Regions from separate parts of the Mus musculus genome. Here region 2 is linked to region 1. A link is a contact called in public Hi-C data. All regions are on one chromosome and are shown on one strand. The core of a region is the stretch at or near the end of the contact, and the rest is flanking DNA. Distances in the headings are between cores, read along the strand shown.

The links. Hi-C and Micro-C count contacts between places; a contact is called where the count stands out from the background.
Region 2: a Hi-C map of muscle stem cells shows a contact between it and region 1, with 5 times the contacts expected there. The contact joins two enhancer-like sites. A contact is called at or near these places in 2 of 484 Hi-C or Micro-C datasets (embryonic stem cells and muscle stem cells) and 1 of 115 datasets of contacts at active chromatin or transcription factors (astrocytes).

What each region holds. Positions count from the first base shown.
Region 1 is chr12:5,172,079-5,178,176 of GRCm38.p6, reverse strand. The region is part of intron 3 of Klhl29 (kelch-like 29); the gene reads left to right. Among named protein-coding and RNA genes, the nearest start is that of Gm51980, 110 kb to the left of the region's middle. Within about 2 kb of position 1,271, at least 49 of the 459 cell types and tissues checked have an H3K27ac peak or open chromatin away from gene starts, as enhancers often do. A contact at or near this core is called in muscle stem cells, where this site is marked.
Region 2 is chr12:5,753,868-5,759,746 of GRCm38.p6, reverse strand. All of the region lies in intron 2 of Gm9548 (a long non-coding RNA gene), which reads right to left. Among named protein-coding and RNA genes, the nearest start is that of Gm9548, 16 kb to the right of the region's middle. Within about 2 kb of position 1,811, at least 20 of the 459 cell types and tissues checked have an H3K27ac peak or open chromatin away from gene starts, as enhancers often do. A contact at or near this core is called in muscle stem cells, where this site is marked.

The sequences.
Region 1 (6,098 bases), core at 22-2,521:
TGTATATATATATATATATATATATATTCCAGCTCCCTAATCTGTGTTTGCCATAGGAAAGCATGCATGTTTGGGGTTATAATAAGCCATGTTTGGGATGTTGATGGATCCTTAGGTCCCTGCCTAAGATGAGAGCAGATACTCCTTAGGGACCACTTTCGGCCCCACGGTGGGAGTTGAAGACCCAGCTGGAGCCTGTGAAAGCTGACCCTCTTTCCCTACCTTGTGATTGCCTTCCACCTTCAGTGGTTCTGGAAGAACGGAGGAGACTATATGGGTACACTCTGGACTCTGAGACGAGGAAGAGAAAGCCTGAGTGTACCTTCTCACTAAAGCATCTCATGAGTTAGCTTCTCACGCACACCTACCACGCTAGCTGACTTGGTCTAACCTGATGAGACCCAGAGTCATTTTTCCATGGGATCATGCCTCTTGAACTCCAAGTCTTCCAGAGTCTAGAACATATATGGGGTTCAGTTAATCGCTACTGCTTCCATATAAAGCACTGCAAGAAGCTATCAAGGTCAAGACCATGCAACCAGAGAAGGATACATTTCTAGAGTAGAGAATGCAGAATCCAGTGACCATGACTAACATCTCAGGAAAACACACACACAGTTAAGTAAAGGGATTCCAAGTATGTTCATAGTCCTCTGTACCTGGGCAAACAAATGCCCCTTTTCTATTCTAGGGGTCCCAGAGGCTTGCTAGCCTATATCCTACCTCCCCATAATCAAAAGCAGCCAGAGCCCAGGGCCTCTTTATCCTGATAAACTAGGGGACAGCTGTACACACCCAGTCAGTGAGACCTGACTTTCCTCCCCAAGTCTCAGGGACCTCCTACTCTCCCCAGCCTCAGGGCCTCTGCAATGCAGGCAGGCATGAGCTGTCTTTATCCTTGGGCTTTTCTTAGTAACAGCAGTGGCCAAGCTGCTCATGGCCTCCTGAAGACTCCCTGTTCTGGACAGCTGAAGGCTGTTCCTGAGTCAGAGTCCACCCAACCTACCATGCCCGCCCTCCCCCAACCTCCTGTTGCCCTGGATCCCATGTGAGGTCACTAAGCTGCCAGAAAAGTAAGAAAGTCAGAGAGCTATGACTCAAAGGAAAAGAACCTCTCAAGACAGCCATGCTAGGTGAATATGTTTATTTAGATGCTGGGTTCTTTCCTCCCAGTGGTCTGATTCCTGAAGGGAAGCATATGAGGCTAGGACTCATTGGGTTCCCGGGCTCAGCTGGGTGGCCAAGGATGGGGCAATCCATTGACTCAGAACGGCTGGTAATTGAGAGCTATCTTCCCAGCCGGGACCAGCGTGGGCTTGCCAGCAATGCTGCAGTGGCTGGAGCTCTGTGATTTCTGAGGAAGGCAGTGCAGCTTTTGCCAAGCTGGAATTAGGGACTGTGTATGGAGACAGCTGCCCCTATGTCTGCCCTGATTGTAAGGAATCAGATAGGGTCACAGATCAAGACAGTGCCTTTCCTCAAGGTGGTGACTGAATCCCTCCCCTCAAGGCTTCAACAAAGGATTGAGAGAGCAGGTCCAAGGTCGCAGAAAGCTGGCTATAATTCTCAGGGCGCTAGAAGAGTGGGTTATACCCAGCCTACGGCCATTTCTATGGCTAATGGGGCCAAGAAATCTGCCAGAGGTGAGGCGTCTGCCAGTAAGTTCTACTTGTCCCGTTGGGATTGGCCAGACCAGCTCCTCTCACCAGCCACCAAAGAGCTTTGTTATCTGCGTCCTGCAGTCTGGGGCAGAGAGTGTCTATTCAAACAGCCTGGCACAGGACCATTGAGTTCTCAGGGACCTCTAGCAGGCTTTGACCATTGCATCTAGGGATAAGTATATTGAACCCCAGAACTTGAGGAGCCTGGAATCTTCTAGCCCATCTTTGATGTACAGGTGGGATCTGAGTCCAGGCCTCTCGGATGGCACTGGGCATTTAGAACAAGAACTCTGAAAGAGCTGATTTTTGAGAGAGAGGTAGAAGAGCCAAGCGGAGAGACTGTCTCCTCTGTTGCTGCTGGCCCTGCTGCTGACACTCACAGAAGCTATGAACTGAGTCGGAAATCCACTTCCAGGCAAGGGATCACTGTGGCCATCCCTGTCTTGATATGATGCAGCTCCAAACCCAGTCTAGAGGAAAAGGTGTACCCTTGGTTCATCACAGAGCTAAGCACAGACGCTTCAGGATTCTCCTTGGCCACCTCACATTGTCCCTGTCATCCATCCTGAAGGACTATGCCTAGAGGTATCCAAGGGACTTATAAGGAGGTAGCTGCTGATCCATGAAGTCAGTTCCATGGGCTCAGGCCTGGGCGTGTGAAGGATAGTCCTAATGTGGCCAGGTCCTTAATACCCAAGGGCTGGTATAGCCCCAGAGGGGATTCCGTGGCTATCCAACATGAAGTGCCCGATACCAAGGATGCGTGCATAGTTGGAGATAATTTCTGCTTTAAGACTGAGGCAGGTGCTGCTGGGAGCAGACCTTGCTGATAAGTGGTCCCACTGGGACATGAGTGTCACCGGAGAAAAGAAGTGATGTGATAAAAGTGGCAGATTTCACGGGAGACAGCATCCCTTGCAGGCAGCAGCAGGAGCCCTGGAGGTGGACACAGGGACCTGTTCCCTCTCGTTCTGACACTGAATGTACCCTGAGGTCCCAGGCCCTGGGAGTTGATGTCCATCTGCCAAATAGAAAGCCCAATGACTTGGGGGCATTTTGGCTAATGTTCATATATATATATATATAAGAGCAAGAAACGGAAGTGGGAACAACACCCAAGGGCATAGAACTCGGTATAAATTCCACTCCAGGCCTTTGCTGCTCCAGGGCACCACTCTTCTCTCCCAGGCAGCCTCTACTGTACTCCATGGCTGGCCGCCATGACTCCTGCATGCCTTCTGTCCTCACTCAGGTGCCCATCATGGCCTAGTGAGTAAATGCCTTCTCACCAATAAGAGGGCAAAGCCCAGGCCTTGCTGATGGAGAAGGACCTGAGGGTTGGTTAGCTAAGCACCTCGTTGACTCACTCGCCCCTGTTCTCTCGTCTCTCAGACTGCTGCTCTATACGGCCCTGAAGTAAGTCCCCAGCATATGGAGGGCAGCATAATGTCTTCATTGGATGACTCCTACTCTCGGTTTATTGTCATTGCTAGGTGGACCCCAGAGAGCCAGGCCAGACCTCCACAAACCAGGGAGGAGCCCTGGATCCCTGTCAGAGGCTGTGTTGTGACGGACAGGATGAAAGCATCCTGTTCCTTCCTCCCTCCAGTTTCTGTTTCAGTCCTATTTGCAGAGCATGTAAATCCTTACTGATTAAACTGCCCATGAAAATTGACACATATCCTAGCCTCTGGGCCTGAAGAAAGAGGATTATAATGAAAGTAGGAGTTATATACAAACCTCTGCCTCCTTGGTACTATAGCATTGCAGAGCCTTCCCCATCTTCAGCAAACCGCAAACCTTTCACAAAAGAAAAAAATTGAGTATACGGGAGTGAGAGCCAACCTGTGATGGGGGAGGGGAGGAAAGAGAGAATGGCTGGTTCCAAAACATTCTTTTATGTGGGTGTGCACAGCTGTGCATATCTGTGACATCATACGTGCACATGTGTGAGCTTGTACGTGTAGAGGTCAGAGTGCAACCTCGGGTGCCATTGCTTAGGGACAGTCCCTTTGTTGGGAGACATGGTCTCTCCCTGATCTGAAGCTTGCCAGGTAAACCACACTGCCTAGCCATAAAACCCCAGAGAGCTACATGGCTCCAATTCCCCAGCACTAGGCTGACCAGCCTGTGCCCAATGCCCAGCCTTTTATGTGGGATCTGAGAATCAAACTGGAATCCTTGAGCTTGTGAAATAATTACTCATTAGATTGAGATATCTCCCCACCCATGCCTCCCCTTTTTATAGATCCTGGAGATTGAACCCCAAGACTTCTGCTAAGTGGGTCTTCTACCACTGAGATGCATTCCTGTTCCCCAGATAGTCTTTAGACACATGTGTGCTGCAGACAGAGGCCGCCCTCCCTGTCAGAACGGGGCATTGCACAGAGCAGGTGTTCGGGAAGCTGGGAATCCTGTCGCTGCTCAGCCTTGATGGAGGGGAAGAAGCCTCTTGATGTCATTTTCTGAAGGTCTCTTGTGTGACTGTGACTGCCTTTCCTGTGGCTCCCTCTGCCTCTGCCTTTTCTGCCAGATGAGTCTCAATTCCCCATAGCCAGTAGATCTGAGCCCAGTGTTAGGTACTGCCTGCAAGCATCTTGAGGGAAATGCCCAAAATTCTGTATTCATCCTGACCAATTTAACAATTAAATGTTCTCTTTATGAAATTCCTTTTCTTATAAAACGCAATTAGCAGTTTTAACCTCCAGAGGAAACAAATCATTCACAGCTCGGTATGCATTGGTTTTATCAGAGTTGTTCTTCTGAAGCTAAACTGAAGGGAGAGCAGAGGAAGGAGAGAATCTTTTCTAGGAGTATGGGTGGGTAGTAAGCAGGCAACTATGGGCAGCATGTCAGCAAAAACAGTAGCCTGGCACCCGCTGAGCTGACCCCAGGGGCCAGCACTATCCTAGTGCCTTTCAAGCTCCCCAAAGTCCTAAGGGTTTGTCTAAGTCTCTTGTAGTTGCTATAACAGAAGCCCATAAACTAGGTGGCTCCCAAACAATATAAATGCCCAAGGTCAAGATGCCAGTTAAAAGGCTTGGTGTCTGTAAGGGCTATTTACTGGTTCATGGATATTGTCCTTTCTCTGATGTCCCTTAGCAGAAGTGGTGGCTTTTGGACTCTCAAGCCCCTTGTAAGGACACTAGTCCCGTTATAAAGTCTCTACTCTCATGGCCCCAGACACCCCACCTCCTAATTCCTTCCCACTGGGATTTGGTTTTCAGCACAGAGACATTGATGGTGTCACACCATTCACGTCACAACAGAGCATGGCCACTCAGCAAGTAAGGAGATGCGAATCAAAGCAGGCCAGCAGACCACCCAGAGAGCACAGGAAATCGGAGGTGGACCAAAGAGCTGCAAGAAGGTCATTCTGACCTCACACAAGAATCTCTTTTCTCTAGGCTCTTTAAGAGGTGCCAAGGGGTGTCAGGCGTGGTGGCACACACCTTTAATCCCAGCACTTGGGAGGCAGAGGCAGGCAGATTTCTAAGTGCGAGGCCAGCCTGGTCTACAGAGTGAGTTCCAGGACAGCCAGGGCTACACAGAGAAACCCTGTCTCGGGGGAAAAAAAAAAAAAAAAGAGGTGCCACAGGGATGGAGTGTACATGAGAAGTCCAAGAGAATACACACATAATCTGCTCAGTGCTTCAGTCCCGGCCAAGTGGAAAGGTCATTTTTAATTAAATATCTGAAATTGAATGTCATCCTATCTACACACTCTGTCTCATTCCTGTGTGTGTACATGTGCACACATGCACACACACACACATCTGTATGTGTTCATGTGTATACATGTGTGTGGATGTGTGTGTCTATGTGTGTGAATGAAGCCTTAAGGTTGAGAGCAAATGGCTTCCTCTACTGCTGTCTACCTTTGTTTTTCCAGAGTCTCTCTCTGGACCTGGAGCTCTCCCATTCAGCAAGATTATCTGACTAATAAACCCTAGGAATTATCCTGTTTCTGCTCTGTGCCTTGCCTAGTGCTGGCGTTACACACATTCACCACCACATCCAACTTGTTCCTGGGTGATGGGTATCCAAGTTCAGGTGCCCAGCAAGAATTTTGTCAACTGATCTGTCTCCTGAGCTACAGCATCTCAGTCATTAAAGGGTTCTGGGCTCATTTCTTATGTAAGCAAGAAGCTGTCCTTGTGAGAATCATCATGCCCCCAATTTATCCCTTCAGTCAACTTAGATTCTCAAACACCTGGGGGTGCAGGTAATTTGAACTGACCCACGGCAAGAAAGGGGAAGAGGAGGAGAGCTGATGATTAAACGAAGAGGTTATCAGTGACTGGGCCAAAATGTCACCTTTTAGTATCCACACAAAGGTAGCAACCCCACATCCGTCTCTGGGATGGTGCAGAAGTGAAAGGCAAGACATGAAAACCCGTCTGGCCAGTGTTCCTCGTAAGAAGAGAGTAAACCTGT
Region 2 (5,879 bases), core at 562-3,061, 580 kb before region 1:
AACCTTAAATTCGTCACCCTCTATCACTTTCAGAGACACATCTGTTTATGTCTGCCAAAGAAAATGTGACTCTAAAAGAGCAGACAAGCTGTATGCAGCCTGTCTAAATGCTTGCAGAAGCGCTGCTGTTACTTCATTTGGGTGCATCATGTACTGCTTGCCCAGTTGCCTGGGTGTCAGGCTCTCCAGCAGCATGGAATAGAAACCATCGCTTTCTCTGGCAGCCAGGAGGCTCAGAGCTCTCCTTCCATGCTTACTGAAAGAGCCATCCTCACCTGAGATTACTTGTGTATTTTCCACCCAGTCCCTAATTGCCTTTGTAATGATTCCATTTAAAGGGCATCTCTTTTCCGACACAGCCTGCCTCAAGTCCTCTTCAGAAATAAATAGCAAACATCATCAGGCATTGCTGGAGACACACCTGTCGCCACCAGGCTGTGGGTGACCTCAGCGCCTCCCATAAAACTATGTAGGGTGCAATTAAGCATCCCAGGACCTCCCAATGCCCTGTAGCAGTATGAAAACGAAGCTGTTTGTCCCAAAGCCCCAAATATCACCTGTCAAGTTCCCTTCCTCCCACTCTGCCAACAACACTTAGGAAAAGTCACAGGTTTCTCCTGAGAATTTGTCGTTCTCCTAGTTCTTGACTTGAAGTGACAATTTCCTGAGTGAAGAGCCTGAGGCTGCTCTGCAAACAGGAGCCTGAGAGCAACAAGTGGAGAAAGCTTCCTGTCAGTGAGGCCTGGCTCTATCTGCCTGCTGCTTGTCTATGCTCCCCAACCCCAGCCCCTCACAAGGTCTGGTTTCAATATTTTATTTGCTCCTAACGGCTTTTCTTGGGCTTTTGGTCCACAACCCAGAACCAGGCCCTTTACCTAACAAAGGTGAACTAACTACCCATAGATTCCCAAATGCCCAGTTTGCCCCATTGTCCTCTATAAGTTACTTCTACCCTTTCCACTCCTCCCTGTGCCCTCCACAGAAACAAGGACTGGTTTTTTTCTTGTGTGTGTGTGACCCATATGGCAAGGTGTTTTCTTCTTGTAATATAATATTAGTTCAGCTACGAAAAATATTCTTGGGCCGGGCGTGGTGGCACATGTCTTTAATCCCAGCACTTGGGAGGCAGAGGCAGGCAGATTTCTGAGTTCGAGGCCAGCTTGGTCTACAAAGTGAGTTCCAGGACAGCCAGGGCTACACAGAGAAACTCTGTCTCGAAAAACCAAAAAAAAAAAAAAAAAAAAAAAAAAAAAGAAGAAGAAGAAAAAGAAAAAGAAAAAGAAAAGAAAATTTGTTCAAACCCAGTGCTTAGGGAGAGAATCATGAGTTTGAGGCTAGCCTTGGCTACATAGTGGGAGAGTTTCAGAACACACAAAGGGAAAAAGAAAGGGGGAGAAAGAAAGGAAGAAAGGACAGCATTCATTTCATTCTAGAGCTCTGCAGCTTCCCTTCGACATGTAGGACTCCCAGGAAGAGGCCAATGGGCCAGCTCTTTCCTGTAGGCCCTGGATTCCTAAGTAGGCTTATGGGACTTTGAATATAGGGGCCATGCCATATGCTTTCTAAGAAGAACTTCTCTTGTCCTCTTTCTATAAGCACAAATGGTAGAAAAGTGCCTCTAGCTGTTTTTCTGGAAAAACATTTCATGGTCTCTAGTACATACTTCTCTCTTCTCCACCCTAGGAAATTTGGAGGCTTCTAAAGTCCCAAGGGGGGAGTTGGTCATGGCCAAACCAGGGTGTGAATAAATGAAAGCTCTGACATCTGAGGCATTTAGTACACAACCAAATGAGCAATGGCTAAGTGGGCAGGGAACCGCCCAGGATACAGCAGCATCCAAGATCTTCCCTGTGTTGATGGAATTATAAGCTTAGTCATCTGAGAAGTATTCGTTTAAAAATATCTTTTTTTTTTTTTTTAGTATAGAATAGAGTTTATTCAGAGAATGGGGAGGGGAGTTAAGAGTGTAGCAGAGGCAGAGAAAGGCAGAGAGAAGGAGAGAGTAGAGAAATGGGGGCCAGCCATGGCCACGTGGAGAGAGGGGGGAAACTAAAAATATCTTGGCATAACTATTTATACAGTTGTAGAAGCTGTTGGGCTTGTGCAAGATCTTTGAATTTACTCATCCTCTCCGATTAAGTGGCCAAGGCCAAGAGAAACAAATTAATAAAGTCGAATTGTCTCACCAGGGCCAGACCCTCTGTTCTTCGGCCCTACCCACCAACTCCTCATTCTGGGATCTCTCTTCATTCACAGTGCTCTGAATTAGACACAGGGGAGGAATTCTACATTTGCCATGAGGGTGGAGGACAGCTGCACCTCTCCAAACTGGGGAAGCCTCAGTAAACACAGAAATGGTTGCTGGCCCCAGCAAGACCAAGAACTTCGGCTCTCTCAAGTGTCCAGGGAGCTGCATGTGACAGTCTTGATGTCTGAGGTGTCTCACACCTCTTCACGCCCTGACTAAGGTAAAAAGAGCTCTGGATAAAGGGACACACTCTCCACTATTGCCTAGTAGACTTGGGAATTGCAACAGCTGGTTGTAGTTCTTGGTGTCTTGTTGAATTAAAGACATATTTGAGAAATATACACAAATAACAAAGCTATAAAGGGGTTTATTCAGAAACCCTTCGTGGTCCAGATGGAGGCAGAGATGGTTGGTAGTAGTGAGGACAGGTGGTTTTCTGTTAGGATTGACACACCAGGATTAGATAAGCCTTTGTTCACAGCACCAATCCTTTGCCATGATGTGTCTGATTTTAATCATATGCAACTCCAACCACACATAAGCACAAGAAGATAAATAGAGGTTTCCCCGAAACGTTCATTCAGACAATAGGGTTAGCTTACAACACTTGCACCTAAAACCAGCTCAGGCTCCATAACATCACTGACTCTAATTCCAGCAGGTGTTTGGCCCCCATACAGGGAGCAGCGAGGGGGCCAATCAGGAGCTATGAAACTGACATAAAGGGTAGCTTGATTTGAACAGGAATCTGTGTAGTGCTGTGCAGGTAGGGGTATGGGTTGCAAGACTCCCTTGACATCTATCTACCACAAACCCCTCTAACAACCAGAAAATTACAGTTATAAAGTAGCAATGAAATAGTATTACTGTTGGAGGCTCGCCATAACATGAGGAACTGTAACAAAGAGTCACAGGCAACTACTTTGGGAAGCAATATGGGAATTGCTCAAAAACCTAAAAGTAAAGCTATCGTGTGACCACCTATATGACTAATGAACATGTGTCTGAAGAATTCTAAGACAACGTAACACAGAAACACTTGCACATTGATGTTTATTGCAGCACTATTTACAATAACCAAGATAAGGAACCAGCCAAGATGCCCGCCAAGAGCTGAAGAGATAAAGTAACTGTGGTATACACGTGCAAGGGAATTTTCATTCAACAGAAACGAAGAATGGAATTATGATGCTCATGGGGAAATGAATGGAACTATAGATCATTATGCTATGTGACGTAAGTCAGACTCATGGGACAAAAAAAGGCAGAAACAGATGTCTAAAGGAAAATAGGGATTAAAAAAGAGTAATGGAATATATAATAATGATCAGGATTCAGGTTACAACCCCTTTGGAGGTTCAACAACCCTTTCACGGGGGTCCCATATCAGATATCCTGAATATCAGATATTTATGTCATGATTTATAACAGTAGCAAAATTACAGTTATGAAGTAGCAATGAAATAATTTTATGGTTGGAGGTCACCACAACATGAAGAATTGTATTAAAGGGTCACAACATTAGAAAGGTTGTGAACCACTGACATAGAAGGTCAGGGTGAGGCCAAACTAGTATAGATTCCATCTCAACCTGCTTCTCAGAATAACTCATATGCCAGCAAATATACAAATCTAGAACTTGGATCCATGTATTTTAATCCAGAGCTAGAATTATTAGTTATAAAAATGTACTGCTGACAACTCAGTGCAGCTATGAATAAATGAACAAATAATAAGGTAGTATATTAGAAGTTATACGGTTTAAGGCTGGGTAAAACTGTACAGGTAACTCACAGAGCATCTAGTATGGACATAGGATACAATCATTTCCTTTGCAAAGGAGAAGCATGAAATAAAATAAGTAAGGCTTTCTGTTGAGAAAGGGAAAATGTCATAGTCACAGTGTAAGACACAGTGGTTCCTAAAAAACTAAACATAGACTTACCATATGAGTCAGTGATTCTACTCTTCAGGATGCACTTGCCCAAAACGGGGTTGGGCAGAGAGGAAGAGATGATACATAAGCATTCAGAGCAGCACAATAACCAGAAGGTAAAACTAGCTCAATGTCCATCCTCACATGAATGAATGAATGAATGAATGAATGAATGAATATATTGTAGTATATCCATATAATGGCATATTACTTTGCCAGTAAAAGAAAAATAGTCATTATATGATCTAATAAGACACCTGAATACCCCCTAACCATTTCTCTAAGTGAAACACATGAAACACAAAAAGCCACTGTATGTCTTGTAAATATACAGACTAGGTAAGTTCATAGAGAGAGTGGGGCATTCTTTTTGTTGCTAGGAGCCAAAAAAATGGAAAGTAGAGAGTATATACTAAATGTTTATTGTCAAGGATGATAACAATATTTATTATGGAACAGGGCAAAAGTAGTAGTTATATAACATTGCGAATGTTCTAAACATCACTAATCTATTTTTAATGGTTGAGCCCTGACTAATACATTTCACATGGTGGGAGTTTTGCCTCAGTTATAATAATAAATGGATTGTACAAGAAGAAGAATTACGAAGGATTACTAGCAGATGTGGAAGTCACCCTGGAGTTTAAACGACAGATGGGATTAGGTGGGAAGCAGGCTCTGGAGTACAAGGTAGAGACTGAGCTGCCTACAGGCTTAGGGAGAAGACAGAAGACGCTGATCTTGGTTGTCAGCTTGTCTGCACATGGAATCAACTAAGAGACACACTGCTGGGTGGGTCCTTGACAGTGCTCCCTGGAAAGAGTGACTGAGTTAGGACTAAGGATGACCATGCCCCAGGGGAGGCAGTAGCTCTGGCTATGGCCTAGATCTAATGAGGCCGGAGGGAAGAGCAGGGGATGATTTTAGCCTGTGAACTTCCACTCCTGGCTGTCTCCAAGGTTGTCTTCTCTGCTGATGCTCATCTTCCACACTTCACCTACATTAAGATCCAGACTTTTCGGCCTCTGTAAAACATGGACGAAAGAGCCGTGACCCCCTAATAAGCCCTGGGCTTCAGTGCCAGGCTGGAAGTACCCAGCAGGATGGACTGAGCGCTACTGAACTCTCTTCTGTGTTGAACTGCCTAGCTGGCATCCTGCAAGCCAATCTAAAAAGTTCCCTTTGTGATATATATTCATTCTATCAACTTCATCCCTTGGTAGAACGCTGACTAATGCATTTGCTTCCTTCACATTTTGCACAATTGGTCTCAGGATTACCTTGTTTTACCTCCTCCAAAACCTACACACAGCACTCAGTGACTGCAGAAATTAGCAAGGGCACTCTACATGTTTGCAGAAGGCTTTATATAAATTGTGTGAAAAGGGATACTTACTGAAGAGCAATGTGCTAATATCAGAAAAAACTGGGGCAGGTTCCAAATGACTCAGACAGCCACAAAGCACCCCAGATGACTCTGGATTTTGCAGTCAAATCTGGTTATCCATGCATCAGGTGGCCCAACCCAGTGCCAGAGGGCACTTACACCCGTCTTCCAGTCCACCACAACATGCCAGATACTGTTCCATTATCCCTCAGGACTTTATTCAGGACACAGGTCAAGGGCCTCAGCAAAACTACACCAGGGACCTTTGACCCTAGAGAAGGATATATATGAGGAGGATATAAAGATAC